7 separate regions of the Mus musculus genome follow, and all the other regions are linked to region 3. The links are chromatin contacts, called in public Micro-C and promoter capture Hi-C maps. All regions are on one chromosome and are shown on one strand. Each heading gives the region's core, a stretch centred on a gene start, on an enhancer-like site or on the middle of the called end of the contact. The rest is flanking DNA. Distances are from core to core; before and after follow the strand shown. Region 1 holds the start of Slc16a1 (solute carrier family 16 (monocarboxylic acid transporters), member 1). Region 2 holds the start of Prmt6 (protein arginine N-methyltransferase 6). Region 3 holds the start of Rbm15 (RNA binding motif protein 15). Region 4 holds the start of Rhoc (ras homolog family member C). Region 5 holds the start of Mov10 (Mov10 RISC complex RNA helicase). Region 6 holds the start of Capza1 (capping protein (actin filament) muscle Z-line, alpha 1). Region 7 holds the start of Lrig2 (leucine-rich repeats and immunoglobulin-like domains 2).

Region 1 (3,841 bases), core at 776-3,275, 2.7 Mb after region 3:
ACACCACCTTATCCCCCACCCTGCCCCCCTTAATCTGTTTAGGATTATGTAAATCGTACAGCTAAAGCTTTAAAACTCTCAAAATGCTCCTCAAACTAAGAACTTTCATATTTAACAAGGTCACAATCTGATAAACCAACAGCATCTACTTAAACCCACAATGAAATGACTGAAATACACTTAATTAAACATTTATTCTAGGACTGGGCATGGTAGCAGACGCTTTTAATTCCAGCACTGGGGAAGCAGAAGCAGATCTCTTCTGCGCTCAAGGCCAACCTGGTCAACAGAGTTCCAGGACAGCCAGGGATACACAGAGAAGCTCTGTGTCGACCCCCCCCCCCCATCTAAAGTCTTGAATTATTGGTCATTTCTTATGATACTTGGAAAGCAAAGTTGTAAAATTTAGTCATTTTTACTTTTTTTTTTTTTTTTTTGAGAAGGGTCTCACTATGTAAAGCCTATACCTCCTGCCTGTACACCTTGGATTTAATTTCCGAAAGGTTAAGGCGATGGACTGACCACTTCCTTCTCCTTTTTTCCTCTCTCTCTCTCTCTCTCTCTCTCTCTCTCTCTCTCTCACACACACACACACACACACACACATACACATCCCCGAAGACTTGGACTTAGAAGCACCATTTACCACTTAATTAAAATAAATGAATGATGAATAAATAAATTCAAGAGTCTCTTATTCAGCTGAGAAAAACAAGCAAAACACGAGAACAAAAACCCACCCTGCTTGATTTAATTCCCATCCACCCTTTCCCAAACTCTCGTACAATTACTAATCTCACACATCAGCATATACTCATTTAAAACCAAAGTAATTTTTTTTCAATGCCGACGATCAAACTTTGGAGCCTCAGGCATGGTAGGCCAGGCAGGTAGGTACTCATGCCACTGAGCAACACACCCCGAGCCTAAGCGGAATGACGCCTTAAGATTTCAAAATTAGTTATGGGTAAAAAAAAACAAAAGTAGTTTGTCACTGTGTAACTACTAGCAGTAGCCCGCCAGTTTATAATGAGCCACTGGAAAACGGGAAAAGACTGAAGTAGTAACACGTGCGTTTCCTGGTTGAGTGATCAGACGCTAGTTTTCGTAACTGCTGGTTGCACCAAAAACGCCATCATAAAGAAAAGCTAAAATGTACTCGGCAAAGGGATGTACTTGGCCCAGAAAGTGTGCTCTGACCAAATATAAGGACGTTTAAATCTGCTCCACAGGGATGCCTTGGGACCCCGTGCCCGCGGCAGACGCGCCGAAGCCACAGGTTGGACCATAAAGAGCCCCTTCCTCAAAGTTCACTCGAACCCCGTAGTCTTGTACCGGCGGTCCGCAATGCAGCTCCTCACATTCCTCACACCACTCTAGCAAGTCACCTGGTGGGACACCGATTGGCAGACCGGGGAGGCTGGGCGGGTATGCCACGAGTCCTAAGTAACTCCCGCCCCAGCAGAAGGCGGCAGGAGTGCACCACGTGAAGCGGCCTCAGGTCGTCCCTCTTCCCGACCTAAGCATCTCTCCAGGCGCCTAGAGTAGGCAGCGCTGGAAGCGTCTCCCCCAAGGTCACCGGGCACCATGACCCGACTCCCGCAGCCCGGCGGCCGCCACCTGACCACGGGCCCGCAGCTCGGCCGGGAGAGACGCTGTGCCCAGCGCCTCAAGGTCCCCTTCACCCACGCCACGTTCCGGGCCACGCGGCTCCGCGCGCCCAGGATGCCGCGTCGCTCGCCCCGACCCTTGCCCCAGGGAGGAAAGTCCCCGCGTGCCCGCGGGGCTCCGCGACCCCACCGGGGCACCAAGGGCACCGCGGATTCCGTGCCGCGCGCTGCCCGCTCAGCCCGGACTAACCGTTATGTGTGTCTCGCGGCGCCCGGAGTATGCGTGACGCGGCGGCGCGGGCCGCAGTTCCTCGGAGCCGGGGGGGTCCCGCTCGTGTCCCCTGCCCGCCGCCGGGCTCCTTGGCTGCTGCACCTACACGACCGACCAGTCACGTCGCAGCTCGCCACTTTGTCTGGCGGGGCAGGCGCGGCTGCCTTATAACCCGCGGGGGCCGGAGCATGCGCACAGGGGGTGGAGTCGGCCTTCCCGGCCGCCGCCCCCTCCCTGCCATACATACTCCCAGCTCGGCATCTCGCGCCTCCACACGCTGCGGGCTGCGCGTGCCCGCTCGCTCGCTCGGGCGCGCGCGCCGGCGCCCCCCTTCCCGCCACGTGACCCGGCGCCGCGGCCCGGAGACCCCGCACATCCTTATCAGCGCTCTGAGGGGGTAGCTTCTTTTGGCGCGTGCCGGGGACGCCATCGTGGGCCTCACCCCTCAGGCTCTGGAGGAGAAAAGGGGAAAAAAAAACTGCCCTGAGGGCGGACCCTGAGGTGCAGAGGGCGAAGGCGATGGACCGTCGGAGTCCGGGGACTGAACAGCATTTTGAATGGACGGACACTGGTAGACTCCGATGTGGGCCTGGAACCCGGGCTCGGGGACCCTGGGAAGTTGCTGGAACCCTCCGGGCCTGTTTCCTTGCGCTACATCAGCCACTATGGAGGCGTTAGGAAGTTTAATGTGCGATTTTACGCAAGTATCTCGTCACAGAGCCTGACCTGTGGCATTTGATGAACGCTTAGTTTAAGGACAAGCCGGTCAGGAGAAACTGGCCCCGGGGCAGAGAGTGTGTACGTTGGAAACGCTGATATGAGCATGCTCTTAGGCCAGAAGTTTATGAACACTGGATTTGGGGGACGGGTCGGGATTATGGCTAGTGGGATTAGGACAGTTGCATGCTAAGTAAGCACTGTACCAGAATTATCTTGTATGATCTTCACAACCGTATTAGGTGCCAAGAAGATCTTGTAACTAAGGAACCCCGGGCTTCACGAGGTTAACTGGCAGAAGTCACCAGGCTAGGAAGTCGCCAACATTTAAAGTCAAAGCCACAGAGCCTGGTGTCACAAGAGCCATTTTCGGTTCTTCACCAAGCCCAGATTCCAAAGTGTCTTGAAGTGGTAAACTAGTGAGTACTCTTGATGGCCAGGACCCTTGATATTTTTATTATTACGAGATGGGTATTTGGTTGGTTGTTTTTGATTTCTTGTTTTTTTTTTTTTTTTTTTTTTTTTTTTTTGAGATAGCCTCGTGTGTGTGTATAGCTCCACCTGGCCTGGAACTCATCATGTAGATCAGGCTGGCTTCGAACTAAGAGAGCAAACATGAAAAAAAAAAAAAAATCAACCCGCCTCTGTCTCCCTACCGCTAAGATTATTTGTTTAATTTTGTGTTTTGAGACATGGCCTTATTATGTATTCTCTTGGCTGGCCTGAAACTTGTAACGTTGATTAGACTGGCCTCAAACTCAAGAGATCCGCCTGGTTTTGCTTCAGTGCTGCTATTAAAGGCATGTGCTCCATCACACCCAGTGAGAATATTTTTTAAAGTCAGGCCTTCTGGCTTCCAAGGCTCTTACTGCATACCAAGATCCTGCCCTCCCCGCCATTTGCTCTTCGACCTCTCCCTACCTACACTGGTTTTCCTAATCCTCCGAAATAGGCCCTCTACTTAGTTTTGTGGATGAAGAACCAGAGATTGAAAAGAGGCCCTGTGTGCCCCAGCACTCAGGAGGCAGAGGCAGGCAGATTTCTGAGTTCGAGGCCAGCCTGGTCTGCAAAGTGAGTTCCAGGACAGCCAGGGCTATACAGAGAAACCCTGTCTCGAAAAACAAAACAAAAAACCAAAGAGGCCCTGTGTGCCTTCAGCTCCCCTCTGCCTCCTTTCAGTATGAAGAGTTCATACTAGGAACTCTTAGTAGGATCCAGTTTGAAATCCACCAAGTGCTGCTTA
Region 2 (3,332 bases), core at 684-3,183, 2.9 Mb before region 3:
AAAGGGGAAGAAATTCTGTTGCCTAGAAGTTTAATGTAGTTAAGTATTTTTAACACACACACACACGCTAAAAGCCCATTTTCTTTTGTGTGATCAGTTTTTAAGCTTGAAAAATATTATTCTTAATAAGAAAGTAGTTTAACATCTTTACATTTATTAATTTTATTTTTTTTGTCTCTATGTTTGGACATCACATACATACTTGATACTCTTGGAGGCCAAAGGAAGGCAACAGGTCCCCTGGGACTGCGGTTAAAGCCAACTGAGAGCATTCATGTGGATATTCTAATCTAACCTGGGTCTTCTGGAAGAGCAGCCAGTGCTGTCCATTGCTCCTGTTCCAGATACCAGTACACATTCTTTAAATTATTGTTTTTATGTTATGGCCAATGAAGAGATTAATTTATTGTTAACCAAGCTTCTTTTTGACTAACAGAAAAAATAAAATAACTGAGCCTGTGGGTATCAATTCTGGCTTTAAAAGGAGATATAGCAGAATTTTTTTTAAAAGTGAATTGCATTGGAAAAGAAGTCAAAAGAGATGAGTTTCACCATTTCTCCAAGCAAGTGTTTTTACACAGATACATAGATTTAAGTGTATGTATGTGTATATATAAGCTGGTCACCAAAGACACTGGAAATGGGTTTGAGAATATCATACCCTTGATGTTAATTGTTCTTTAGTTTGAACTACAGAAGTTTCAGAACAGGACTCAAGACCAAGTAAACTATTCTCCAGAGACACAGTGGTGGCTGATACATTTCATGGCCACAGCACTTCTTCAGTATTTGCCCTGGAGCTTAACGTACCTCAGGGATCACTTTGGACTCAGAATCAAGATCTTGTATTATTTGGTTTTCACTTTGCGTCATACATATTCTTTGTATCCTAACTCTGGTTAGAACAGAGAGTTTGGTGAGTTACAACTGTCAGAGAAGGGACAAGAACTGTGCCACATAATTCAGTAGTGGGGGGCGGGGGAGGTCCTGTGAGGGAAACATAGACTTGTAGCTGTAAGTGGTGTGCCTACATCAAGAATGTGTAAAAATGAGTGTAGTGACTATTCCTGGCTATCATCAACTAGACTATATCTGGAGTGAACTACAGTCCAGAATTGGAAGGCTCACTCACCTGTGATCTTGAGGCTGAAAGACACAGGTTTCTGACTTGAACCGAGTGGAGGTTTTTTTGTTTGTTTATTTTTTCTTTGAGGCAGGGTTTCTCTGTGTAGCCTTGGCTGTATTAGAACTCACTCTGTAGACCAGGCTGGCCTCGAACTCAGAAATTCGCCTGCCTCTGCCTCCCAAGTGTTGGGTTTAAAGGCGTGAGCCACCACGCCCGGCCTTGGCAGGAAGATCTTGAGGCATATGGCCATGAAAAGTTTAGCCTCAGGCAAGGTAGTACATGCCTTTAATCCCAGGAAACTTGAGACAAAAGCTCAAGGTCAGCCTGGGAAAAGGAAGTCCCAGATCCGGAAGTGGTGATACACACCTTTATTCTGGGACACACCTGCGGGAGGCCTACATAAGGTCACTGGAAGAAGGAAAACTCACTTTTTCTGCCAGGACGCCGTGTGGGACTGAGCAGCTGCTAGATCCTTGGATTTTCATTCACAGCTGCTGCTGACCATCTTTGGGGACTACAGATTGTAAGTCATCAACAAATTCTCTTACTCTACAGAGGCTACCCATACGTTCTGTGACTCTAGAGAACCCTGACAAGGGGTAAAAGGAAAGGGCAAAAACTGAAAGGATCTCGGGAAAATAGTGTGGTCTTAGAGAACAACTTGTCATGGCGTTAGAGGAAAATAACGGTGTGCCAAGATTGACTCTGGTTGAGCCTCTGCCCTCAGGAAGCGGGATGCAGGAAGCGGACTACGAATCCCAGCAGGCCCCGGGGACTCTGAGCCTGCGCACCGCACCGCGCAACGAATGCTGGGGGTCGGCTGCCGGGGCCAAGATGTCGCTGAGCAAGAAAAGAAAGCTTGAGTCGGGGGACAGCGGAGGCGCCGGCGCCGGAGGGGAGGGAGCCGAGGAGGAAAATGGCGGGGAGCAGGAGGCGGCCCCGCCACGACCCCGGAGGACCAAGAGCGAGCGGGACCAGCTGTACTACGAGTGCTACTCCGACGTCTCGGTCCACGAGGAGATGATCGCCGACCAGGTCCGCACCGAAGCCTACCGCTTAGGCATCCTGAAGAACTGGGCCGCGCTGCGAGGCAAGACGGTGCTGGACGTGGGCGCGGGCACCGGCATTCTCAGCATCTTCTGTGCCCAGGCCGGGGCACGGCGCGTGTACGCGGTGGAGGCCAGCGCCATCTGGCAACAGGCCCGGGAGGTGGTGCGGCTCAACGGGTTGGAGGACCGCGTGCACGTCCTGCCGGGCCCGGTGGAGACCGTGGAGCTGCCGGAGCGAGTGGACGCCATCGTCAGCGAGTGGATGGGCTACGGACTTCTGCACGAGTCCATGCTGAGCTCCGTGCTCCACGCGCGGACCAAATGGCTGAAGGAGGGCGGTCTCCTCCTGCCAGCTTCCGCGGAGCTCTTCGTGGCCCCGATTAGCGACCAGATGCTCGAGTGGCGTCTGGGTTTCTGGAGCCAGGTGAAGCAGCACTATGGCGTGGATATGAGCTGCATGGAGAGCTTCGCCACGCGCTGCCTCATGGGCCATTCGGAGATCGTGGTGCAGGATCTGTCCGGAGAGGACGTGCTGGCCCGGCCGCAGCGCTTTGCCCAGCTCGAGCTGGCCCGAGCCGGCCTGGAGCAGGAGCTGGAGGCTGGTGTGGGCGGGCGCTTCCGCTGCAGCTGCTATGGTTCCGCGCCTCTACATGGTTTCGCCGTCTGGTTTCAAGTGACCTTTCCCGGAGGGGACTCGGAGAAACCTCTGGTGCTGTCCACCTCGCCTTTTCACCCGGCCACCCACTGGAAGCAGGCGCTCCTCTACTTGAACGAGCCGGTGCCGGTGGAACAAGATACGGACATTTCCGGAGAGATCACCCTGCTGCCCTCCCCGGACAACCCCCGGCGTCTGCGCATACTTCTGCGCTACAAAGTGGGAGACCATGAGGAAAAGACCAAAGACTTTGCCATGGAGGACTGAGCGTTGCCTTTTCTCCCCCTCCACCTTCTTCGGAAGGTCCGAAGAGAAAGGGAGATCGCCTATGCAAGTTGGGGACATAGCTGTCTCTTTTACCTCACCGCTCCAGTCTTCATTTGAGGACATTCTTCTGGCAGTGTTTATTTTAAAAGTGAGCATCCCTGACCAAGGACTGATGCAGTGTGCTTACTAACGGGCTTTTAAACCTGGAAAGCATGTAGTATAAAGAAACTCTTGT
Region 3 (3,492 bases), core at 764-3,263:
AATATTTTTATGACAAAGTCTCGTTATACAGTCTTGGCTGGCCTAGTATTCACTATATAGACAACTCTGGTCTTGAATTTACAGAGATCTGCCTGCTTCTGACTTTCAAGTGGTAGGATTAAAGGGGTACACCATCATGCACTGCTAAATAAATCTTTAAAAGAATTTTTTTTCCCAGTACTAGGAATTGAACCTAGAGCTTCACATAGGTGTCCAAGGGTCCTGAGCTATGTCTCCAGACTTTTGTGTAGGGGTGGTTTTAAGACAGAATCTCACCAAGTTACCAAGTTACTCTAGCTAATGAAGAAAGCAATTGTGATCCTATCCGCAAGAGCAGCTGGGATACAGGTGTTCCAAAAGCCACATAACAGCTACTTTTAATATACAAATATGTCTATGCTTTATAGTATTTTGCGGTTTATAACTTACATATTGAGCTTCTTTCAAATCTTTTTGCTGTGACCAAGAGAGTTTGGCCCAACTGTTCACCAATTTCAGGGTTATATACCAACAAAACAAAACGGTTGAAATAGGGCTAATCAGGTTGCTGTATCTAATCTTCAAGTAGCTTATAAATTTAGAATTCAAGTTTTGGGGAAGGGCATTCTTATCACCTTGTAAAATGTCCTGTTTTAAAACACATTCTCTACTCAGTCTTAGAAGATGTAAATACCAAAATCTTTCTCATCTCTCCTAGGTACATTTTTGGGAAGACTGCAAAAAGCCTATTTCCTCTCACCAGGAGGTAAACGCTAGTGGGATAGACTACGCATCTAATCTCATGATCACCAGTATTACATAAGCTTAAGAGATTCAGGTGCATGGGGTCGCAGAGGTGGGAGACGGGAGGCGTTTAGACGGGAATCACGGTTAAAGGAGTCAAAGGAAGTGGATATAGGAGGGAGCAAGGTGGCCATGTTACTGGGTCCTACTATGGATTAATCGGAGTGCTGGAGTCCTAGAAACGAGATAAATGTAGTGTCCGCACAGTGAGAAGTGTGACACATTAAAGCAAAGCACAGCTATATTATGTCTCACACATCTTTTATAAATGCAAACCTTACAGGGATTCACAACATAAAGCAGGAAGCAAAAATCTGCAAGTGGTCCTGCAGGTCGGACCAGTAAGTGGGCTTGCAGGACACTGCGGGCCCTAAGGCGGCCACTGAGACTGGCCAGGGCTCCGCGGCGCTGTTCCCTGTGTCCGCGGGCGGGCAGTGACTCGGTACCGCCCAGGGCGTCAGCGTGACCCGAGGCTCTGTGAACCCTGAACTCACCGCCCCAGCGGGCCGCACAGACCGGGGCAGGCGTTTTCTCGCGCACGGGGGTGGGGCTTTTTCAGGCAGCTAACTAAGATGGTGTCGGCTGGACTGTCCGGGACAGCTGCCTAGGCGGATCGAGTGAGGGCCAGCAGCCGGAAGGACCACCGAGCCCATTGTCCCGCCCAGACAGGACAGTGAGGAGCCCGCAAGTTCCAGACTCGAAGGACCGAAGCACAGGCAAGTACGCCGTAAGGACCTAACAAATGTTTAAGAGAACGCCGAAAGCGCGGGGAGGCGGGCCTGACTCACTGTCACCATCTCGCGACAGCAAAGTGACGTCGCACAGCAAGCGCGTGGTCTTAGTCTTTCACCTTCAGACGCCTCAGTTTATGGGCCTACTCCTTTAAGTGAGTGATGGACAGCGCTTTTATCCAATCATGTTCCTCGTCAACATCCAATCAGATTTAAACTTTCTTCAGCCGCCGGAGAAGTTGGAAGACTGGGGTCGAAAGAGAGCGAGCGAGTGAGCGAGTGAGCGAGCGAGCTCTTTGTCTCTCGCGAGATCGGAGAGAGCCAAATTCTCAGGAAAAAACGCCTGAACTGATGTCCAGACTTCCCGATAGTGATTTAAAAGACGTGGCCACAAACCAATGAAAGGGAAGAGAAGGTGGGATCGCTGCGTTCGCCGTGCTAGAAGTACCGTTACAGGGCAGAGTTTTTGTCCAATCAACGCTTCTAGGCTTTGGGTCAGGTGACCATGAAGTGCGAGGGGCGGAGCTACAGCCTGGCGCGAGGAACCGTTAAGATAGACAACGAATATAACCAATGAGGTACTGGGATTAGGGCGTTGGGAACCCAATAACAGCGTCGGGGCGGGCGCCTTCCCGGAGCGCGGGGAGATGTAAAGACGGACAAATAGTTTTTCCAATGAGAAGGCTGAAGAGTGAATTAATTGACCAATGAGGTCTGCGGGGCGGGAGCCTTTGCCGCGGCGGAGTCCAAGATGGCGGCGTGCGAGTCCGCTGTGTGAAACGAGCGCGGGGTGGCGGGTTAGTCAGCTCCGCAGAGACGACCTCCGGCGACCCTCAACAATGAAAGGAAAGGAGCGCTCGCCGGTCAAGCCCAAGCGCTCCCGTGGCGGTGAGGACTCCAGTTCTCGTGGGGAGCGGAGCAAGAAGTTAGGGGGCTCCGGCGGCAGCAATGGGAGCAGCAGCGGGAAGACGGACAGCGGCGGGTCGCGGCGGAGCCTTCATCTGGACAAGTCCAGCAGCCGGGGCGGCAGCCGCGAGTACGAGACCGGCGGGGGCAGCTCCAGTAGCCGCTTGCACAGTTACAGCTCCCCGAGCACCAAAAATTCCTCAGGCGGGGGCGAGTCGCGCAGCAGCTCCCGGGGTGGAGGCGGGGAGTCACGTTCCTCCGGGGCCGCCTCCTCCGCGCCCGGCGGCGGGGACGGCGTGGAGTACAAGACCCTGAAGATCAGCGAGCTGGGGTCCCAGCTGAGCGACGAGGCGGTGGAGGACGGGCTGTTTCACGAGTTCAAACGCTTCGGTGATGTAAGTGTCAAAATCAGTCACCTCTCAGGTTCTGGCAGCGGGGATGAGCGGGTAGCCTTTGTGAACTTCCGGAGGCCAGAGGACGCGAGGGCGGCCAAGCATGCCAGAGGCCGCCTGGTGCTCTATGACCGGCCTCTGAAGATAGAAGCCGTGTACGTGAGCCGGCGCCGCAGCCGCTCCCCGTTAGACAAAGATGCTTACGCCCCGTCATCCAGCGTGGTCGGGACCTCAGTCGGTAGCCACCGGCACGCCCCTGGAGGAGGGGGAGGTCAGAGGTCGCTTTCCCCTGGAGGTGCTGCTCTGGGATACAGAGACTACCGGTTGCAGCAGTTGGCCCTGGGCCGCCTGCCTCCTCCACCCCCGCCACCATTGCCCCGAGAGCTGGAAAGAGAACGAGACTATCCGTTCTATGACCGGGTGCGCCCGGCCTACAGCCTGGAGCCGAGGGTGGGAGCTGGAGCAGGTGCGGCTCCTTTCCGAGAAGTGGATGAGATATCACCTGAGGACGATCAGCGTGCCAACCGGACACTTTTCTTGGGCAACTTAGATATCACTGTGACGGAAAATGATCTCAGAAGGGCTTTTGATCGTTTTGGAGTCATCACAGAAGTGGACATTAAGAGGCCTTCTCGAGGCCAGACCAGTACCTATGGCTTTCTCAAATTTGAGAATCTAGA
Region 4 (3,546 bases), core at 355-2,854, 2.5 Mb after region 3:
ACCACCTCAAACCCTGGCCTGTGCCTGCCTTTTAGGAAGCAGAGTACTCCAGCCCCAGGCTGATTCTTTTCAGCATCAGGCGCCTGGGTGGTTCCTCCCTCCCCTACACCTACACACACACACACACACACACACACACACAAAACTGGGATGTGAGGAAAGAGGACATGAGTCACAGAGAATTTATAGGAGTTGCGTATGCACAGCCACACTTACCACCCCCCATCTCAAGGGGCTTTCCCTGGTACCCCCGAAAGACTGGGAAGAAGGCATTCGCTATGCTGCATATCTCCTTCAAAAATGAGGTCTGAGAGGTATATCCAGGTAACCCACAGGATTTCCTCCAACTTCCCCACCTACTCCCATTAATTCAACCAGTCTAGCTGTACACAGGCTGGCGGGGACAGCCCCAAGCCAGGGTGGGCAGTGTGGATGGAGCGTGATCCCTAGGACACTTAAACACTAGTCACATCCCCATGCGTGAGCCCCGGCTGTCCCACAGCAGCAAGGCGGCTGAGCATCTGATGGTGGGAGGCAGAGGCCGGAACTTCGTGGCTGTGTTAGAGCCTCCAGCTCCGAAGACTTTGCATCTAGGCTCTGCTTAGGCCAGAATAATTGGGGACTCAGGCCAAGCCGGGACATTAGGCCGAAGGCCAACATGGCATGGATGGCCTGGCTAACACTCCCTGTGAAAGGCGGCTCCAGCGGAACTGCCCCACTAACCCTAAGAGAGACAACGAAAACTTCACCCAGGGCCGGGAGAGGGGTCTGGAACTTCTGGGACCTTCCCTAGGACAAGCCACTAGCCTTCCTTATTCTCTTGATTTCCCAGGTGATCCAACAGGCCTTTGTACTCTGCTCCCCCCGAGATCTAGGCGAGGAATCACTCTTCGGGCAACACCTTTTCCTTAACTTTAAAGCCAGAAGTCAAGGAAGAGCTGGACTCCAGCTTTCAGCCCAATTCCCTAACACTCCCTAACTTCCCAAGAGGGTACGAGGAAGAGTTGGGGATTGGGGTGTTTTGTTCTTCCCCACCCCCCTTCACTCTCAGACACATATACACAACACAGGAGCGGGATCTTTCCTAGTCTTCTCAACCTCTCAGCTCAGATCAGCTCCAAAACCCGTCTAGGGCGGCGTCCAGACCCGCCAAGCAGTAGCAGCCTCCAGTGGTCACATCCCATCCCTATTCCCGCCATTCCCCATCCCAGGCCAGAACTCCCACCCCTAGCCAGCCTGAGGCCCTGTTTCTTACTCCCTGCCCGGAACTGGAGCGTCTGGGTTGAGTCGCTCACGGAGATCTAAGTGTGTCCCTGGCCCAGCTAGGGAGGTCCAGAAAGGAAAGACTCAGAAAGGGAAGGACTCTGGGCTCTGGTTCGAGAGCTTGGAAGGCTAGAGCGCCTGGCCCACAGCTTGGGGCGCTCTCTCTTGCCTGGCCCGGAACACCCCCCGCCCCCCAAGCCGCTCCCGGAGCGATCCGGGAATCGGGAAAGTGCTCTCCTCCGAGGTCAGTTCCCACGACGCCTCGCCACCCACCAGCTGGGGCCCCGGTACCTTGGGCTCCACCGCCTCCAGCTGCGCGGCCAGTGCCGGAGGCTGAGACTGACCCGGGCCCCGCCCCACTCTCCAGCACCGCTCTGGGGCGGGTCCATCAAGGGAAGGGGGGGGGGGTCGACGGGGGCGGCCCTTAGCTTGGCCCGCCTCCGCTCCCGGCCCCGGGCGGCCGCAGGTCACCCCGGCTGAGGACCCGGCAAGGGGCGTAGGGCTGGCTGGAGCTGGAGGAACTGTGCCCGGAGATGTCTGGATTGCTGGGTGGTGAGCGGGCGGGTGGGACCCCGGATAACTCGGCCTCTGCCCCACTTCCAACCCGTGGGGGGCGGACCAGCTTCGGGAAAGTTGAGCGGCTTCCAGGGTGGGGTCAGCGAGGGCCACTGCTGCCCTCGCGTGGCCATCCAGACCTCGAAGCTCCAGTATTTCCTACACCCTACCCGTGACCGAGGGGATGGGTTATACAGAAGCTGCCCACTCTCTTATCCAGGAATCACTGCAGTAAGTGCAACGTGACGCTATCCAGAGCCCTGGAGACCTTTTGTGATCTGCAGTCCCCAGCCACCATCGCCTTAAAAGTCCCTTCCTTCCTTCGCTGGGAATTTCCCGACGTCCTGTTAAGAGCACACTCCTGGAAGTGCTGCCGTGTCCTCAGCTGGAAACTGACCTCACACTCCTATTGTATTGTTGTGCTGTTGATCCCAATCTGAGGTGTTACTTACCTGATCCTGTATCTCCTTCCTTATAAAGAGCCAAAGAAATGGGTGTATAAGGAAATCTACCAATGCTTTATTTACTAGTGCTGGATACTTTAAACACACAGGTCTCTAACTCTGGAATAAGTTCACCCATACCCGTTCCCTTTTGCCTGTAAAGAAAATGAAGCCCAGAGAAGTGGTTTCTCACTATTTGTGACAGCAGGAATTTCCAGTGAGGTGAGCCACGATGACACACAAGAAGCAAAGGCAGATGGATCTCTATGAGTTAATTCCAGGCCATCCTGGGCTACAAAAACTAAATCAGTCAAATTTACAAGCAGGCCTGTGAGGCACCCAGGCAGGTGCTGGCTGCCTGCTGCCTGCCATGCTCCCCCTCCTACCTGCCCTCTGTACCATTCAACCAAACTCTGCTCGTCATAGGTTTCAACAAGTATTTCCCAGAATAAATGTATGTCATATGGAGTCTACTGCAGGTGCAGCTGGCCGGGTGGTTCATGCCTGTCATCTCAGCACTCCCGAGGGGGCAGAGTTACCACAAATTCCAGGCCAACATAGGCTGTGGAGTGAAGCTGTCTCAAATCCAGGCAGACAACATACGTAGACACTCACTCAGGATTGGAAGCATGGACCATACATTTGATAAATCATATAACTGAGGTGAAGGGTGTTTTGTCCACCAGGCCTCTGAATTCATTCAGTAAACATTGGTTGAATGTGAACTGAAAACTATGTACTAACCATGAAACTCTGCCTTCAGATAACGTATAGTCTAGCCCAGCAGTGGTGGTGCATGCCTTTAATCCCAGCTCTTGAGAGACCAAAGCAGGAGGATCTCTATGAGTTTGAGGCCACCCTAGTGTCCCAAAACTACTTAGCTAATTCTAGGACAGCCAAGGCTACACAAAGAAACCCTATCTTGAACAAAACATAGATAAAAATAAGCAAACAAACTTACAGTCTAAATGAAGAACAGACAGTCGAACATAGCTAACAGTTCTTGAAGCTTTATTATGTGAACCTTGTCCTTCCCCACCCATACCATGTTTAGTTCTTACGAGGCATTATTGTTATCTACAGTTTAATGAGGCGTGGAGGCTCAAAGAAGTTAGTGTTTGGGGGTCAAAACACTCAGACTTACAAGTCCCTGCTCTTGGGGCTGGAGAGATTGCTCATGGTTAAAAGCACTGGCTGCTCTTCTAGAGGACCTTGGTTCAATTCCCAGCACCCACATGGCAGCACACAACTGTCTATAACTCCAGTTCCAGGGAGTTTCAGTTCC
Region 5 (3,625 bases), core at 250-2,749, 2.5 Mb after region 3:
AAAAAAAAAAAGCCTTTTTAGTTCTTCAGTTAGTCATGTGTCTGGTTATTTTGAGTAAATTATGTCATTGGATTCTGGTTATCAAGTGTAGCCTTGGGTGCATTGGGATTCCTAACTAAGCTATTTCTGTATGTCTAAAAGGCACTTTTATTGTGCTCATCATAGGTGTATTTGTAGGATTTTGAAATGATAAAGAATAGCAATTTTGTTTTTGAGACTGTCCTGCTGTGTAACCCAAAGTGGCTCAGACTCTTAGTAGACCTTCCTCAGACTCTCAAGAAGTGGGATTACAGGCTTGGACCACTGTGCCCCAAAACAACAGTACTTTTTAGAAGTCTATTATCTTCTCTGAGCCTGCATCATATAAAGTGGATGGGAAGGTCTGGAGGTGTTAAGCATCTGGCTACTCCTAGTTTTTCCCTCGAGTTTACATCAATTTCTAGGACGTAAGATTTCCCTGTTCCTGTAGTCTCCATTCCTGACTGCATAGCATACTCTTGGCTTAGGAGTAGTTAACCAAGGGGGAACTTGACCCTGTTCAGGGCATTCCCTACCCTGGGTTAGACTGTTGCTGCCTATAAGGAACCTTGGAGAACAGTAACTTTGATACATGTGGAATTCTGGTAGATTAAGCCTTTCTCACTTTCTCATTGTAGTGTGTATGGGGTTTGTTTGTTTTGGGTTTTGTTTTTGTTTTTTAGTTTCATTCCAGGGGATAAATAGGTGCAGAAGGCTTGTTTTACATTTGTTGTTATAGTAGCCCCACCCCTTAGTTTGCCTAAGCATATTGGTCTACTTCTTTTCCTGGTACTAATGTTGTCAGTGTTAACCATTTATTGCCTAGCACGCCTGGCTCTCTAGGTGCTAATGTTTTTTTGACTGGCTGGGCAATCATGATTTACTGCCAATAAGTAGTGAAGAGTAACACAAACCGAGTGCCCAAATGCATAGCTCAAGAGCAAGAATCTCCAACCTTGAAGTATTATGAAGCCTGTGTGACCCAGAAAAGCAAGGACTGGGTCTTGGCAGAAGCTCTTGTCCCTCTCTCCCACACGCACACCCCTTTATCTATAGAGACACTTGCTCTCCCTCCATCCATTCCCCACACACACACACACACACACACAACTTTGACTTCTGCCTTCCTCTGTATCAGAAAGCCAGAGGAGGGAGGGAATGGGGGAGGGGGCGTGCCGCTCGCTTCCGTACTGGTTTATGTCCCTGGCAGTCTGGGGGAGGTGCTGGACGAGCGGCCCCAGTCCAGCTGCAGCCGACCCATGTCCGGGGCTCTGCCCTTTGCTCTGCAGCTTTTCTATGTCCCGAGGCTCTGGAGAGTGGGCGTGGGAGTAGCCCTAGCTGAGGCTCCAAGGTCCTCCGGGCTGTTTAGGGGGCCCCAGGCGATATCCACGTTCGGATCCTGGCTCGCTGCCAGGGGAGGGAGCTCGGGGTAAGGGGAGGGCCCTGAGGGAGGGGTCAGACTCCTTAGGAAAGAGTTAATGTGAAGGGGGGGAGGGGATAGGACGAAGAGACCGAAAGGAAGGCTCAGGTAGGAGAAGGACGGAGGAGGGGAGGCAGTCGGGGAGAAGGTGGCTGGCCGGAGCAGACGTCAGAGGTAGGGGGCTTTTCCCCTTTGCACCCTCACCCCAGACCAGCCAACTCTAAACCGCGGCGGCGACTTTCAGTTTCATTTCCGCGGACCCTCCTGCCTGGGCCGCAGCCGCCGCCGCCGCGATGCCTAGCAAGTTCAGCTGCCGAAAGCTCCGGGAGACCGGCCAGAGGTTCGAGAGTTTTCTGGCCGAACGTGGACTGGACCTGGAGACAGATCGTGAGCGGCTGCGGACGATTTACAACCACGACTTCAAGCCCAGGTACGGGCCGGCCCACCACGGGCCCCAAGACGCGGGGCCAGCGCCCCGGGTGGTGGGGCCACCTTCCCGCCGCGGGTGCACAGGGATGCAGCCCGGGGCCGATCAGGCCGGTCCGGTCCTGGCAGACCTACTCCGTCGTCTGCCCACGCCCAGCCAGCGCCACCCGTAGCCCGCCCGCTCTGCACAGCCCAGCCCGGCGGGGAGGGGTCGGTGCCCACGCGCGGCTCGCGGTGGTCGGGGCTCGATGGTGGGGGAGGGGAGTCCCACAGGGAAGGCGCTGCAGGCGCGGGCCAAGCGGGGATCCCCGCCCCCTTGTTAAGGGAGGACTGCCTGCAGGGTCCACGCTGCGGGAGAGCTGAAGAGGCCCAGGGTAGGCGGGAGAATCTCGGGGAGCTTTAGGGAGAAAAGAACACAAACTGCGTAGGCAATCAAACCTCCCTTAGCACCTGTGGCTTCTCCATGGAGACTCGGGGCCAGGGACAGCCTCCTAGAGGCCCCTTTTCCCTATGGCTGAAGATATTTGGTTTCCTTTTCCTGTTACCACCCAAGTAAAAAAATCAAAGAGACTTCTGTCAAACCATAGACGAACACCTCTAGCAACAGGCTGCTGCTATGGATGGAAGCCGGAGAAGCAATTTAGCTGGGATGAGTGTAAAGAGGTGCACTAGTAAGCAGGGGAATGGGATTGGGCCTTAACAGATTTTGAGAGATTTGCCTTGCAACTGACCAAAATGCTAGTATGGGTGAGATATGGCTGCTGTTACGTGATTTGGGGCGAGTTTTAGACGGAATTAATAATGATAGTGTAGCTTGAGGCTAGGGGAGAAGGTAGGAGTCCGCGTTAACCAGAATATTACTGTTATTCATGAACATGTCTTAAAAGGAACATTAAAAGGGTTGAGTGGCTTCTTGAAATAGAGGCAAAGACCTGTATTATGCTCTACCCTGTGCTGGGTACTGTGGGAACACACAGATGAAAACTATGCAGTACGCAAGGTATGATATGCATACAGCATAGTCTATAGTATGCCATACAACAGGCTGAAATGACGCCTGGGATGGTAAGGAAAATGCTGAAGGAAGGTAAAGAGCACTTAGCACAGGATGGATAGTCAACAAGTCTCCACCCATGTGTTCACCTATGTCCACAAAGTGCAGTGTGGCTCTGATCACAAGTCCAGTACTTTGGAAGTAGGGAAAAAAGAGTGCCTAACTCCAAATACAACGGATTGCTAGGGACTTAAAGCAGATGTCTGGGTGTTGTTTACTGAATGGAAACATCATACATCAAGAGCAATTCTTGCTATAAACAGACCAGAAGGTTACATATGGAAAGTGGAGGGTGTGGAACTTGATCAGATCATCTGAGCGGTAAAGTTTCTCACTAAGCTAATTTATCAGGGCTATCATTTATTCTAGTCAAGTTTATAACCATACAGGTTGGCCTCAAACTTTCAAACTTAAATGGGTCTCCGGCCTCAGGTTCCCAAGTGTACATGTGTGTACTATATGTGTGTACATGTGTGCACTATATATAAGTGCCCACCAAGGCCAGAAGAGGGCATCGGCTTCCCCGGAGCTGGAGTTCCATGCAGTCTTGAGCTGTTGACCATGCTTGGGCATCTAACTTGGTTACTCCAGAATCCAGCTCTGGGCACTGAGCCATCATCCCTCCAACCCTGGTTTACTTTTGAGATGGGATTTCACGTAATCCGGGCAACACTTGAAGTTACTACGTTGCCAAGGTTGACCTTGAA
Region 6 (3,889 bases), core at 988-3,487, 2.5 Mb after region 3:
AGCTAAATGCACTTTCACAACATGGTCTAAGATAGTCCAGACTGGTCTCAAACTTACTATGTAGCTGAGGCTGGCCTTTAACAACTGATATATCTGTACTGTACTTTCAGTAGCCCAAGTACTGGGATCACAAGCATGTGTCAGCATTCCTGGTTTAAAGCCAGGCTAGCTAGTATATGCCTCTAAATCCACCACTTAAGAAGTGGCTCAAGGGATCAGGATGTCTTGGCAACATCCTGGCCTCAAAGCAACAAGAAGAAGTAGAAAAATAAATGACAAACTCGATGAATAGCACTTTAATGAGCACACAAATTACCATTAAACACTTCACCAACCTATTACAGACAAATTAGACAGTATGTGGTACCAATACTCTAAAATACAAAAAGCATTTTAGAACATTATCCTATGGTCTTTCATGTCATCTCATGAGACAGAAAAGGGAGACCACTGCCTTCTCAAAGGACAGAAAAATTAACAGTGTCACCATCTAACAGAAATATTTCACCAGGCAGTGGTGGCACACAGCCTTTAATCCCAGCACTTGGGAGGCAGACGCAGGCGGATTTCTGAGTTCGAGGCCAGCCTGGTCTACAGAGTTCCAGGACAGCCAGGGCTACACAGAGAAACCCTGTCTCGAAAAACCAAAAAGAAGGAAATATTTCCATCTTCTTCTGAGGCTGCAGCAAAAAATACTGCAATAACGCCACAAAAGATCCAGGAGTCCATCTTTTCATCCTACCTACGGCCAGGGAATAGTATTTGCAGAATCCGCACAGGTCAACACTGCTTACAAGTTTTTATCTTTGGCCCAGGCTACATGACAAACATTGTACAACTGCCGAAGGAAAATATTAAACAAACCCACCGTTGTCTGCACTTCTCTCTCCTCTCCCTTTCCTAGACTATCTTATTACTCACAATAAAAATATTACGAAAAACGTCTCTTAACCGAACTGTCTTACAATAAAAGTATGGTCCACTAAAATCATAGCATTTTCTATCGTGTATGACAGATGTGCTTATCTTGCTTTTCTGGGTGTGAGTTCTTTTAAGTTAGGCAGCTGGGAAACTCTGAGGTACGACTTTTCAAGGGGCCCTGCAAACGATAGGAATGTCTATAAACTGTGTGTACACATCTGGGAATGCTCTCTTCTGTCCTACTACCTGGAGCTTGCAGCGTGTCAGGTAGCTTTTCCTGTGGTAGCGTAGACAGAATAGAGAGGGCGAACCTTCAGCGATCTAGGGAGGGGCCGGGAAACTGCAGCACGGTTCTAACAATCAGCTGCCGGGTGGAGGTGGCCCAAGCGACAAAAATAAACCCACTGGAGCATGCAACACCAATTTCCTTCTGCAAAGCCCTCCATGTCTCCCCGAGAATCTCTGATCTTTGGCACTTGTCCCCGACTGTCCGGGAGGTTTGGGCCTCTCACCCGCTGTCACGTTGTCACACAGCCTCAGCGGGACCCTCAGAGCGTAAAGCAGCCCCAGCCCCGCCAGGAACCACAGCGTGGACCCAGAGTTCGCCAACCCGGCCTTCAGCCGCTCTTTCCAGCCCAGCGGCGGGCCCAGGCCCAAGCCAGGAACAGGTGCATGGGGACACCCCACGGCCCGCGCGGCTTCCGCGAAGTAGTCTCCGTCCGCCATCTTGCGGCTCCGGCAGGCGCCGGGACCTGGGAGGGGAGAAGGGCCGGAAACCCGGAGTCGGGAATCCTGGGATAGTGGCGGACTTGAAGCTGGCCTCTGTCTAGGCTGAGTCCTGGGGAACTGGCTGGAGATCTGGAAGGTGGCGGAGCGCGGTGGCCGACTGAGGGGCTACCTAGTCCTCTAGGAGGGCGGGGAAGCATCTGATGGTGGCGCTTATTCTTCTGGAAACGGACTCAGTGTGGCGCCGGAGGGAAGTGGTTTTTCTTCCATACGTGGTTGAGGGTAACCTGTCGCCCTGTGCCGGGGTCGGAAAAGTACTGATGTCTCAAAGAGCCGAGCAGCTCTTAGTGCCCTGGACTCGGCGGCCCAGGAGACCAACCGGATCAGAAAAACTTAGAGGTGTAGCAACTGCTCCATGACCAGAGGGAGCCCAGACGCCACGCAAGAGTCGAGGCCCGCCACCAAGCACTCCAGGACGAATGGGAAAGTGACCGGAACTCAGGGAGAAAGATGTTAAGGCTGCAAAGCCCCGAGGGGCAAGCCGACTTCCTAGAGCGCCGACTCCAGGCTGTCACACCCGCGCGGAACTGACATGGCGCCCTCTTGGCCTGAGCTTCCGGGCGGCTCCTTCCGACGGCCCCTCGGTGATTCCGCCACTCAGCTTCCTTCCCGGCCTGCCTCGCGCCGGCCCGCCGGGCTGGGCCAGAGCAGCCAAGATGGCCGACTTTGAGGATCGGGTGTCGGATGAAGAGAAGGTAAGGGGTCCGCCTCTCTCTTTTACTTCCTTCCTCGACGGGGCCCAGGGGTCCGAGCCGGCAGCAGTGAGAAACCTGGCGGTGCCCCCAGGAAGAAGAAGGTTGTTTCCCGGTGCTGGCATAGTCCCTCTGGCCCCGGGACGCTTCCTTCCTTAAAGGAGCTTTCGTCTGCCTCACGGTGGCCCCAGTCCCCCAGTCCTCAACTCTTTTCATCCTGGACAGAGCACAACCTTCTTTCAAGAGGAGACACTTTGCCTGATTGACTTTTAACTCTAGACTCTTTTCTGTAATTATAAGAGAGGAGGTGAAGGTGATGTCGGGACGTGTCAGGCAGCAGTTATTTTACCGCTTTTGGCAGTTGGGGCTCACCCCATCCCCCCATTTATAGGTATGATTGGGGTTAGTTTAGAACGAGTCACTTCCTGATCAGAGTGGCCTCCTTAACTTCCCTTTTGCTCCTCCTTCCTCAGGAAGTGATTTTGCTGTCAGGACTCCTTGTCAGGGAGGGAGAGGTCCTCTGGTGGTGTCTGTCCACCGAAATACACACCCTCTCTCATCTTTTCTCTACTACTGACGATTAAACTAATTGGATAAAAATAAATCAGTAAACCTCAAGGGATTTGCTTAAGAATTTGACCAGCACCTTTATTCCTGCCTATGCTCTCTTGTGTGAACGTTTAGCCCCAAGGTGACTCCGTCCCTTCTGTCTTAATCTTAACTATAATTTTTTTCAAAGTCTTTTGTTTTGTTTTGTTTTTTTAACTTCCTGTTAAGCAGTGAGAAATAGCCAGACGACTTTTTTTTCAACTCCAGAAAGGTTAAATGGGTCGTAAATAAACCTCACATTTAACACATTCGGTTTGGATGAAACACCCAACCTTTTTTGATGACCTACTATGGTGCTTTATAGCTGGGTATGTCAAGAGTGTCGTTTGTGTACATAGATCTTTAAAAGTGTTTTAAATACCAGGGTGTATTCCAAATTTGATAGTATAACTTTTTCTGACAACGTACATTTGCTAAACTGTCCAAAAAGGAAAGTACTTAGTTCTTCCATAAACACAGACTCTTAGGGCTGCTACAAGTTAGAATGGTCTCATTAGCTAACTTAGGGACAAGAATATGTCTTTTGTTTCCTGCAGTGACTGTTACAAAGTATGTGCTCTCCAATGTTCTATAAAATCTGCCTGGGTTCTTCGAAAAAGAAATTGGAGATTGTTGACAGGGGAACAGACTATTTTTAATCACTTCTTCAAAAAGAATAATTTAACATACACCTGTGTATGAATGAGCCACTGTCTTTAAATGCTGAAAAGGGTGCTTACCACCTTTATAAACCACTTACCAGGATCCAGGGTGGCAGTTTGTTAGTAGAGTCTTAGCATGTGCAACATCCTGTGTTTGAACTTAAGCATTAGTAGGACAAAAACTAAAAAGCCACCAAATAACACTTTAGTGTTGATTCTCTTTTTTCTTTCTTTTTTTGT
Region 7 (3,882 bases), core at 127-2,626, 2.8 Mb after region 3:
TTTCTGGCTTCACATTTTGCTTCAATGGTAATAAATAGTAGTTGCTGTTAGTTTTCATGGTCATGTTTACTGGGAGAAGAAGGGAGAAGAAGCTGAAGGAGACACCTTTCTAAAAGTCCTCTGCAGTAGACAAGCACACGAGGACAGTCAGAAAAGTAATTTTAACCCAAAGGCATGACATGGATGGAAATGGTGTGTGTGTGTGTGTGTGTGTGTGTGTGTGTGTGTGTGTGTGTGTAAGTGCCACAGGGTGCATATGGTGATCAGAGGACAGGGACTTGCAGGAGTCAGTTGTCTCATTCTACCATGTGGGGTCTGCGAATTCAACTTAGGTTGATACACTTGGTGGCAAAGCTATTATTGATGAAGCATCTTACCCACCCTGTTTTTCGTTTCTCCTCTTCTTTCATACAAAGCATACTATGCAGATGAGGCTGAACTGGGACTTGGGTTCTCCTGCCTCAAATTCCCAAGGAGTGCTCAGACTGCAGGCGTGCTGGTCCACACCTGGCTTGCAAAGTCTTTGAAAAGTATAGACACTATATGTCAGTGAACCATTACTGATATTTTCATTTTTACTCATTTTGTAGGTAACACACAGCGGAGAGATCACAAGGTAGCTAGATTCCGCTGTTCCCAGTAAGTCTTTTTACTTCAGGATAATTTCCTTCCAGTCTTCTTAACTTTGTTGATTGCTCAAAAACCTCAAACAGAAACCAGAAAACCCACATCCTCAAACCAACGTTTTATCTATTTGTCCCACTTGTTCTTCTGAAGATGAAACAATATTTTCCCAAATCGAGGAAAGAATTTTCTTTAGAGACAATTATTGAACTCCAGGCTACTGTAGAAGCCGGAGGTGTACTGACTAAATAGCGCCTCTGCCAATGGGAACTTGAAGTCCTTTCACAGTGACAGCGTGCCATGCTCCGGGAGAACCAACTGCCACATTTTTTCAGGGCAGGGAGTTCGGCCGCAGAGGCCGCCCTGGTTGGGCTCCGGAGACTGATGTGGTCGAAGTTAGGTTTAGATCGCGCACTTATTTGCAGCTGCTGCTTGGCATGCAGCCCTTGTGCCATTCCCTTCTGCAGGAGCCTACAGAATAGGTCTTTTTTCACTACTACTGCAGATCAACCGCAGTGAGGATTTGGCGTTTCGGGTTTCGCTTTTTCCATTCTATTTCAAGGCCCTAGTGCGCCCACAAGCGGAGGAATAGCTGCAGAACTGCAGAAGCAGCTCGGAAAAGGAGAAAGGGCCGCTGTAATGCTCGCCTCCTAGGGGGCGGGGCAATCGTAGGCCTCGCCTCTCTCAGAACCCAATTTCCGACGCAACCTCATCCCGGGGCTCCGATTGGCTGGCTGCTGAGCGTGAGTACGTTGCGTCGCGGGGCGGGGCGGACGAGCGGTGTCTGTCAGGGTTTCAGCTCTACGCCCCCGACCGCCGCCCCCTCCCCTGCGGTAGCGTCGTTTCCTCCTCTCGCCCGCTCTGAGAGGGGACAAGTGACAGCCCGGGCTCCGGGTGGCGGTTTAGCCTCCGGGCATCTCTCCTCAGCCGACTCTCTGAGCTAGCTGCTGTTCTCGAGCGGGTCCCGGCCAGGGGAAGATGGCGGCCGCGCCCCGCGGCATCTGGGAGCAGCGGCGCCTGGGCTGTGGGTTGGGACCCCTCGCACGGTTGCTCATCCTTGCGCAGGCGCTGCGGCTGCTGCCCGCTGCCCGAGCCGGCCTGTGCCCGGCGCCCTGCGCCTGCCGTCTTCCTCTGCTGGACTGCAGTCGCAGGAAGCTGCCCGCGCCCAGCTGGAGGGCACTGTCGGGCCCGCTGCCCTCCGACATCTCCAGCCTGTGAGTAGAGGGTCCCAGGGCGCGGTCGCCACCGAGTTCGGAAGGGAGCTGCCTTATTGAGATTGTGAACTTTGAATGTTAGGGTTTCCCGGTACTCGTGGGAAGATAGGGGTTAAGATCTGGGGTCTGTGACGTTCCGGGCTGGAGATGTTTAATGTTGGACTCACGGGTCCTGAGCAGCACAGCTGAGACTCTGGATGGCTGTGGGTCGGGTCCAAGTGCAAAGCCCTCTTTGGGCTGCATCATTTTTTTTTTTTTTTTTTTTTAAAATTCCAGCTTGACTGGTCCTTGGGCACGTGATGCAAACACGATCTCTCCCAAAGATACAGGATCTCTCTTTTGTCCCCAGTTCTCCCATCGGCTCATTGTATGTTTCAGTTTTGATACTTGAGTTCTTGATAGGGTTGAAAACCTCTGCATGCCTAAGGAAGATCATTGCTGATCTCTAATGTTTTGTAAGAGCAGTTATTCTTTAGTAGTCAGTTTAAAGAGGGGAAAGATTTTTTTTCCCCAAATCACGATACTTTGTCTTCACTATGTTCCTTTGAGTTAAAGAACCTTCATTTCAGATCTCTTTGTTTATGTATGAGAATCCAGTGCAGTGATCGAGTGGATTCTCTAGCTCTGACTTTAAATCCTGACAAACTTGTATTAGCTAGTGGCATTTGGAGAGCTCACTGCTCTGAGTCAGTAGGCATTAAATAGAACAGTAGGTATTAAATGCTGCAATTATGAGACTTCTTAGCCACCAACATACAGTTATGTCTCTGCCACTAACTGATCAACGTGCTTATTAATTGACTTCTAGAGTTACCTCTGAAAAAGAGTTATCACTAAAAATAGTTTTGTGATATAATTAAAATACAAAGATTGGTTAGGTTCTTAATGGAAAAAGAATACAGGTAGAACATCTGTATTGCAGAGGTTAAGTATACATTTGCAGAACGTATTTATAGGTTAGCATAGATAGGAAAGAAGCTAATTCCTGTATTCATTGAGAAAATTAGTAACTGCTACAGTTACTATAGAATTGCAATATAGTAATACAGCTCCTGTCATTTTGTGGTGGTTATATCTGAGGCTTATTCTGGTTTGACTCAGACTTTAGTATTATCATTTAGCATAGTCTGAATTAATCCAAGCACAGCATCTTCTTTATACAGTAGGTGCCTTTTTTGAAGAAATTGATGAGACAGCTACCTGATTATGATAGACTGAATCTGACATAGGTTTAAAAACAGTCTGACTTAATGTAACTAATTGAAGTAAACATGGCCTGCTTTTGAAGATCCTTCAGTGAGACTTGCTGAGTGTGTTTGTTTAGTATGCATGAAGTTGGGTTTGAACATTAGTGCTGAAAAAAATAAGAAAAAAATCATTAGCAAGTATATAGTAATGTTACCAAAGATGCTAATTGCCAGAAGATAACTGACATTTGGATTTATTTATTTATTAATTTTATTTATTTATTTATTTTGTTTTTTACCTTTTGTGTTTTGAGAGGGGATACTGCCAGGTAGCTCAGGATAAGCAACTCTCCATCCTCCTGCCTCAGCTTACTGACTGCTGCCCACCATTCCCAGCTTGCATTCAGAAAATTGAAATAAAAATTAAATTGACATTTTTAGTTGAAGTGAAATGCCTTGGAGAATAAATTCCCTTATAGTCGATTATTTTGAATATAGTTTCACTAAAAATACCAAATCACAGGCAGAATGCAGCCATGTTCTTTGTCAGGGTGTCATTCGAATGGGCTCTAGTTTGGTTGCCTATAGAGTCCTTGTTCTCTGAAACTTAATGAGCATAGAGTCTACTGCTTATACTGTTATCAGCATTTTGGCATCAATGTATTGCTCACTAACTTCTTAACATTCTAGGGCTTTTCTAACCCATAACTCAAAATTCTGCTATTTTCCTTTTGCAAACCAGTTCTAAGAGCCACAGAACAGTATGATCAGCATATTGCAACAACAGCCTCACTTCTTAGTGTGGAATTTTTATATTAGTTAGTTACTCTTTTTTTTTTCTTTTGGTTCTTCAAGAT

The links. Promoter capture Hi-C pulls out the DNA fragments that hold promoters and counts their contacts. Hi-C and Micro-C count contacts between places; a contact is called where the count stands out from the background. Capture Hi-C pulls out chosen DNA fragments and counts their contacts.
Region 1: a contact with region 3 is called in a Micro-C map of embryonic stem cells, with 6 times the contacts expected there. The contact joins the promoter of Slc16a1 here to the promoter of Rbm15 in region 3. A contact is called at or near these places in 2 of 39 promoter capture datasets (cranial neural crest and pre-B cells), 1 of 484 Hi-C or Micro-C datasets (embryonic stem cells) and 1 of 115 datasets of contacts at active chromatin or transcription factors (embryonic stem cells).
Region 2: a contact with region 3 is called in a promoter capture Hi-C map of liver, with 6 times the contacts expected there. The contact joins the promoter of Prmt6 here to the promoter of Rbm15 in region 3. A contact is called at or near these places in 2 of 39 promoter capture datasets (liver and pre-B cells), 1 of 484 Hi-C or Micro-C datasets (double positive thymocytes) and 1 of 115 datasets of contacts at active chromatin or transcription factors (extraembryonic endoderm stem cells).
Region 4: a contact with region 3 is called in a promoter capture Hi-C map of embryonic stem cells, with 4 times the contacts expected there. The contact joins the promoter of Rhoc here to the promoter of Rbm15 in region 3. A contact is called at or near these places in 4 of 39 promoter capture datasets (cranial neural crest, embryonic stem cells, liver and 1 more), 1 of 115 datasets of contacts at active chromatin or transcription factors (embryonic stem cells) and 2 of 9 other capture datasets (adipose tissue and liver).
Region 5: a promoter capture Hi-C map of stem cell-derived epiblast-like cells shows a contact between it and region 3, with 4 times the contacts expected there. The contact joins the promoter of Mov10 here to the promoter of Rbm15 in region 3. A contact is called at or near these places in 5 of 39 promoter capture datasets (embryonic stem cells, liver, neutrophils and 2 more) and 1 of 9 other capture datasets (liver).
Region 6: a promoter capture Hi-C map of liver shows a contact between it and region 3, with 4 times the contacts expected there. The contact joins the promoter of Capza1 here to the promoter of Rbm15 in region 3. A contact is called at or near these places in 2 of 39 promoter capture datasets (cranial neural crest and embryonic stem cells), 2 of 484 Hi-C or Micro-C datasets (CD4 T cells and CD8 T cells), 6 of 115 datasets of contacts at active chromatin or transcription factors (the 230-238 cell line, bone marrow-derived macrophages, embryonic stem cells and 3 more) and 2 of 9 other capture datasets (adipose tissue and liver).
Region 7: a contact with region 3 is called in a promoter capture Hi-C map of liver, with 4 times the contacts expected there. The contact joins the promoter of Lrig2 here to the promoter of Rbm15 in region 3. A contact is called at or near these places in 1 of 39 promoter capture datasets (liver) and 1 of 9 other capture datasets (liver).

Annotation. Positions count from the first base shown.
Region 1 is chr3:104,636,848-104,640,688 of GRCm38.p6, reverse strand. Slc16a1 (solute carrier family 16 (monocarboxylic acid transporters), member 1) reads right to left here and starts at 2,025. Exons shown (of 5, transcript NM_009196.4): 1 at 1,861-2,025.
Region 2 is chr3:110,249,600-110,252,931 of GRCm38.p6, reverse strand. Prmt6 (protein arginine N-methyltransferase 6) reads left to right here and starts at 1,933. Exons shown (of 1, transcript NM_178891.5): 1 at 1,933-3,332. The coding sequence starts at 1,961. The coding sequence ends at 3,097.
Region 3 is chr3:107,331,810-107,335,301 of GRCm38.p6, reverse strand. It overlaps Rbm15 (RNA binding motif protein 15), which reads left to right and starts at 2,013. Exons shown (of 2, transcript NM_001045807.1): 1 at 2,013-3,492. The coding sequence starts at 2,222.
Region 4 is chr3:104,787,092-104,790,637 of GRCm38.p6, reverse strand. It overlaps Rhoc (ras homolog family member C), which reads right to left and starts at 1,604. Exons shown (of 5, transcript NM_007484.2): 1 at 1,555-1,604.
Region 5 is chr3:104,816,179-104,819,803 of GRCm38.p6, reverse strand. It overlaps Mov10 (Mov10 RISC complex RNA helicase), which reads left to right and starts at 1,499. Exons shown (of 20, transcript NM_008619.2): 1 at 1,499-1,868. The coding sequence starts at 1,732.
Region 6 is chr3:104,862,853-104,866,741 of GRCm38.p6, reverse strand. Capza1 (capping protein (actin filament) muscle Z-line, alpha 1) reads left to right here and starts at 2,237. Exons shown (of 10, transcript NM_009797.3): 1 at 2,237-2,402. The coding sequence starts at 2,364. It overlaps St7l (suppression of tumorigenicity 7-like), which reads right to left and starts at 2,236. Exons shown (of 14, transcript NM_153091.3): 1 at 1,434-2,236. The coding sequence starts at 1,647.
Region 7 is chr3:104,509,412-104,513,293 of GRCm38.p6, reverse strand. Lrig2 (leucine-rich repeats and immunoglobulin-like domains 2) reads left to right here and starts at 1,376. Exons shown (of 18, transcript NM_001025067.2): 1 at 1,376-1,838. The coding sequence starts at 1,603.